2 separate regions of the Zea mays genome follow, and region 1 is linked to region 2. A link is a contact called in public Hi-C data. All regions are on one chromosome and are shown on one strand. Each heading gives the region's core, a stretch centred on a gene start, on an enhancer-like site or on the middle of the called end of the contact. The rest is flanking DNA. Distances are from core to core; before and after follow the strand shown. Region 1 holds the start of LOC103654971. Region 2 holds the start of LOC100273064 (RNA-binding (RRM/RBD/RNP motifs) family protein).

Evidence for each region. Hi-C and Micro-C count contacts between places; a contact is called where the count stands out from the background.
Region 1: a Hi-C map of ear shows a contact between it and region 2, with 1.9 times the contacts expected there. The contact joins the promoter of LOC103654971 here to the promoter of LOC100273064 in region 2. A contact is called at or near these places in 3 of 25 Hi-C or Micro-C datasets (ear, leaf and tassel).

The regions. Positions count from the first base shown.
Region 1 is chr4:248,383,630-248,386,521 of Zm-B73-REFERENCE-NAM-5.0, forward strand. LOC103654971 reads right to left here and starts at 1,340. Exons shown (of 2, transcript XM_035967582.1): 1 at 240-1,340. The coding sequence starts at 836. LOC100383816 (Zn-dependent exopeptidase superfamily protein) reads right to left here. Exons shown (of 11, transcript NM_001176448.1): 11 at 2,626-2,892.
Region 2 is chr4:248,199,878-248,202,633 of Zm-B73-REFERENCE-NAM-5.0, forward strand. LOC100273064 (RNA-binding (RRM/RBD/RNP motifs) family protein) reads right to left here and starts at 1,357. Exons shown (of 4, transcript NM_001147513.1): 1 at 1,091-1,357; 2 at 684-899. The coding sequence starts at 1,336.

The DNA.
Region 1 (2,892 bases), core at 90-2,589, 180 kb after region 2:
CAAGCTTTTCCGAAATCAAACGATCGACCAACAAAAGGAAATCACCAACGAGAAAGATGATACGGTAGTCGAACGGGGAACCTAAGCTAAAAGTATTAGCAACAGCAAAACCAAACTGATCTAATCTACTCGGAAAATAGCCAAGGCGGGCGGTATGATCGAATGGCATGGCATGGCATGGCATGCAAGCGACGCAAGGAACAATGAAACCCAAGCCGCCGACGAGGGAAGAGGCAAACCTGGATGCCGTTGGGCGAGTTGTCGGCGGTGAGCACCTGCGCGCGCGCCGCCGGCGTCGTCTCATCGAGGTACACCGGCCGGAACACGCGCACGGCGGCGAGGCTGACGACGTTGTTGCTATTCCTGCTGGTGGTGCCGCTGCCGCCGCCCGCCCCCGCTGCAGGCGCCAGGAGGAGGGGCAGCTTGTACGCGTCGGCGTCCAGCGGAGCGTGCAGGAACACGTCCACGTCCACCGAGGTGGTGGCGGCCGCCTGGCCGGCGTCGCGGCGGTCCGCGGGGACCGCGAACGCGCCGCCGCGCAGGACGTGGCGCGCGATGGAGGGCCCCGTGAGCTCGAACCGCCGCGCGCCGCCCACGAGGCAGACGGCGACCCGCGGGGGCGTGGTCCGGCGCGGCACCGTCGTCATCGGCGGCGTTGGGAGCGGGACGGCGGCCAGGTGGAGCGTGGAGGGGAAGGAGAGCGCGGCCGCCAGGAAGAGCAGGAGTGGCGCCAGCAGCGCGGCCAGGCGGCGCCGCGAGCGGAGGTCGTCCGGCGGGATCGCCGTCGTCGTCGCGGTCACGCCGTTGCCGCCGCCGCCGCCGCCGCCGGGCTTCATCTTGCTTCCTTCGTCGTCACGCACGGCCACAGCCGCGCCCGGCCTGCCTACTACGTTGCTCGCTCGATCGCTAGCTACAGCACGGCGCCGCGGCGGCGGTGGTGGCAGCGGCGGCAACAGCCAACAGCCGCCGCCACCCAGCACGTACGTACGGCGCGGCGACGGGAGTCCGGAGGGATGGTGGTGTGGTGGGCAGGTGGTGCCGCCCGCGTTGCGCTGCGATCCCGCGGCCCCGCACGCAGGCACGCGGGCGGTTGCCAAGCAAGGGGCCGCTCCCGCTTGGTTGGTTGCTGCCTTTGCTACCAATGCGATGCCTTGCCTTGGACATGCGATGCGATGCCTTGCGTTGCGTTGGTGAAGGGACGACTTGGCGTGAGCTTCCCTGAACCCCTTTTTTTTCGCGGATGAAATGGGACGGGCCACCTCTTCAATATCAGTGTACGGTGTACCAAGTTACCAACGTGTAGGGCCCCGGCCCAGCCAGCCCATGGACCCCAGTTTGGTGTGCAACTACCGTCTCTTTCCTTCTCCAAACTCCACCGAAGAAGAATTGACGACGGCTTTGATCTAATCTAATCTAAGTAGGTAAGCATTTGAACAGTGATATGCATGACACCTTGGTTCAGATGGCGCAAAGACATAGCAGGCTCCTGCAACCAAGATATTTACAATATGTTGTTTGCGAACGTCTTTTAATCTTATCGAATGAAGGACATATCTAATGTACATTGAAGCTTAGTGCACATAATACATATATTAAATCATCATTATCCAAATTCATCTTTCGCATACGCACCCGAAGGGCAGCCTGCAGTAACGTGGTACCGAATTCGTAGATGGGCCTGTTTTTTTCAATTCGATCCAGTTTGTAGTTTTTTAGCTTTTGTTTGAAAAAAAAACTGTTGGAGTAAACACCATATTTTATCTCTAATTCTTTCAATCTGTCCCCAATAATAATTTTTTGGACAAACTTTTTAACATCATTTCGGATTTACTCTAAAAGATGTACTTTTGGAGAAACCTCAGATCCATCTCCTTCCATAGAGCGTCACGGCTGGGCTGTGGATAGACCTGTTTAAACGTCAAGGCGGATCGAGCGTGAGTCCATTTAGTACGGCTCGTACATGACTTGTGTGACTTGTGTCTAGTGTTGGGTTAACCCATACCTCCTATTTGATGTGTTAGGTTTTTTTTACTTTGGATCAAGGTTTTTCGGGGTAGGTCGGAGTTTAGGCAAAAATCATGGCATGTACCTAGCCTGCGATTTATTGCGGAGTAAAAAATTATGGTCCCTACCCACGTGTTGCGATAGTCGGGTCGAGCTAGATTTTTTTCTGGAGCGGGTTTGGTCGAGCTACATCTAGATGTGAAACACCGCCAGCAAGTCCCAAATTTTCACCCATCTCTTAGAACTATAAACTATTGTCAGTCCATGGCCATCATCAACATGTATGAGCTCGAGATCCCCACATGAATCCGACGCCTTGATTGAAGTTTTCCACGTCCCTAGAGAGCTATAGAAACAAACATCGCTCAAAACGGTGTCTGAACGATTCGAAATAGTAAATTTCCAGAGTGATTTCTGGGTTCTAGACGAATCCCATCCTACCGTACGGTCTGGCAAAACACATAGAAGCACACTATTTTTTTGTGTTCTAGCGGAGCGGACGGTCCATCCCTCCACACTCATACAAGGTCCTATATACATACACGACCTTAAATATATGTATACATATAAATATTTAAACTTTGAAAGTTACGAAATGAATTTGAGAACCCAGAAGAAATTCGAGCCAACACAATTCCACATAAACCGCTCGATCAGTGAGATGTTACATCAACTGATGGCACCGTACCAAGTGTTGGGTGCACTAACAACCTTCCATCAAAATGTAGTAGTAAAACCTATGCATCACCAAAAAAAAACTGACATGGGCGATTTTTACAGCTACAATTTTGTTAAACAGTTAGCCACATCGTCTGGCGTCTCTGCTGTAACCTAAACAGACACTGCCTGCCACCATCCTTCGTGTCCAAAGTATACGGGACGTCCAGC
Region 2 (2,756 bases), core at 107-2,606:
CTCAACCCAGCTAATAATTTATTGGATGACTAACTATTAGCTCTATGGGTTCCAAACAGGGCCTAACACTCCTATTTAATTCCATGTACTGACTAAGGTCCTGTATGAAACAATACAGTTTAGGGGGTGTTTGGTTAGAGGGACTAAAGATTAGTCTCTAGTTTTTAGTCTCATTTAGTCCCTTTTTTGCCAAACACTAGGACTAAAATATGGACTAAAATGATTTAGTCTTTAGTCCTTCACATATGTGCTAAAAGGGACTAAACCATATTAATTCCACATTTACCCCTCATTTAGTTCAATTGTACTAATAGCAGGAGAATGTTAAAGGTCACGTTAGTCTTCTTATGAGTCATTTAGTATATTCTTACTATTTTTAGCCCCTAGAACCAAACATGTTAGGGACTAAACTTTAGTCCCCTAACTAAACTTTAGTCCCTAGACTAAAGAAACCAAACATGGCCTTAATCAGTTTTTATTTTTTAGCTAGGAGAGGCCAGCTTCTTGGTTTTTAAGAAACTGAGAATCTAATTTCTATAAACTGAGGTATAAACTGGCAGGTTTGGAACTACCTCAATTTCTATAAACTGAGGTATAAACTGGCAGGTTTGGAACTACCTCAATTTCTATAAACCAGTTTCTTAAAAACCTAGCATTAGTGTATGACACAAAGAACTGCTCACCTTCCTCAGCTTTGGGAAGTAGATGTTAATCTTCAAGCCCTCCAAAGCAGCCTTATCCAGTTTCGGCTTCTGGTTCTCTGCATTATCTTTCAGCGCAGCCTCCTTTGACGCCGCTGCAGCCGCATCCTGCTCCCATTCTCGTTTAAGGCGAGTGAGGTAGTGCTCTTTGGCCTTCTCCAGCCTGAGCTTCCCTCCTTTCCATTTGCACCCATTATACTGCACACAAAATGCCATAAGCCTCAGACAGCCTCAGAGCAACAAACGGGTAGCAGACACCAAAACCTCCGACTATCTATTCTCTACTGAACTTGTCTGTTTTTTTTTTTGGATAAAGAAAACGCGCATTCATCTGAACACAGGAGCAGCCGAAATATAGAGAAAGGGAAGAGGGTAGTCGGGGTGGGTACGGTGGAAAAGAGCCTGGCGAGGGCCTTGTCGTTGGGGCAGTGGAAGTCGACATAGGCGAAGCTGCGCCCGTTTGTGCGCACGAACTCGACGCCGGCGACGCGCCCAGCGGAGGCGAACAGGGCCTCCAGGTCGGCCGCGCCCACGCTCTCCGCCAGCCCGCCCACGAAGATGCGCAGTAGGGCGCCCGCGCTGTTGCCTCCTCCTACATCTCCCTCTCCACCCGCCGCCGCCGCCGCCGCCGCCATGAGAAAAAGGGCTTCCTTGCGAGTTGTGGCAATGGCTGGACAAGAAAATAATTGGAAATTTGGCTGCGAGATTCGTGCGTCGGTTCTCCACGACAGGTGGCAGTGGGACCCACGATCTTCTTTTTTTAAGCAAAAATGGGACCCACGACATGAGGTAGAGATGACAATAGGTAAATATTCACCGGGTATTACTACCCCATACTCATACTCACGACACAAAAATAACCTCATTGAGTCACCCATATACACAGGTGGATATGGAGTTACCCACATACTACTCATGTGGGTATAGGTCACCGTACCCATAAAAAATAAACATTTAATTAAAATATTATATTATACAAATGACGGGTATGGGTGAAGGTAAAACGTTCTAATATCCGTTTACCCATTGGGTGAAGATTTTTACCCAATAACAGACCCACGGATAGAATATTTAGCTCACATACATACTTTAATGGAGTAAATACCCATCGGATATCGGGTCACAGATACCCATTGCTATCTCTAGTTGGAGGTCCGAGCTCCGAGCCTCGCCTCGTACTTTTTCTTCTCCATGTGGGCCTCACTTTGACCCACTAAGCCAGTAGTGGGCTGTACAGAGAAAGGCCCATTGGTAGGCCTCAGGCTGCGAGCAAACGCATTGGATGGTAAGTTACGAGCCCAAACGATCCTAAGAACAACTCTAAAAGGATGGTAAAAATTTCCTAAAAGTGTTTCCTTAACATACACATGTTTTCTTGCTATGAATCACATTTTTAGATTTTTGGTGAAAAATGAAAAGGTGTTAGCCTTCGGTATTGTCGTAAACGACCATTTATAGTTTTTTCGCTAGAAATACAGGTCGAGTGCCTATTGATCATTAGTGAGAGGCTCCTATTTCTTATCCACATGTGTTTTCTTGCCATAATCACATTCTTGTAGTTTTGGTAGAGACAATTTTTTGATAAAAACCTTAGATGTTAGCCTTTGGTATTTCCGAAAAATATCATTTATGGTATTTTTCAAAAAAAAATGTAGTTGATGACCTTTTTTGTGCAAAAAATATCGGCCACAGGCCTATCGATCTTCGACGAGAGGCTATTGCCATAACCCCACACATGTGTCCTTGCCATAAATCACATTCTTGGATTTCTTGTGGAGCCATTTTTTCTGGAAAAATTCTTAGACGTTAACATTCGGTATTACCATAAACGATCATTTATGTCAGTCTTTGGTAAAAAATGTGTGTCGTAGGCCCATCGATCTTCAACAAAGGGCTCATATTATTTATCCCATAGATGTTTCCTTGCCATAAATCGTATTCTTAGACTTTTCGTGTGGACCATTTTTGTGAAAAATCATAAGTGATAGCCTTCGATATTGCTAAAATGGTAGTTTATATCTCTTTTCAGCCAAAAATATCGGTCGTATGCACCTC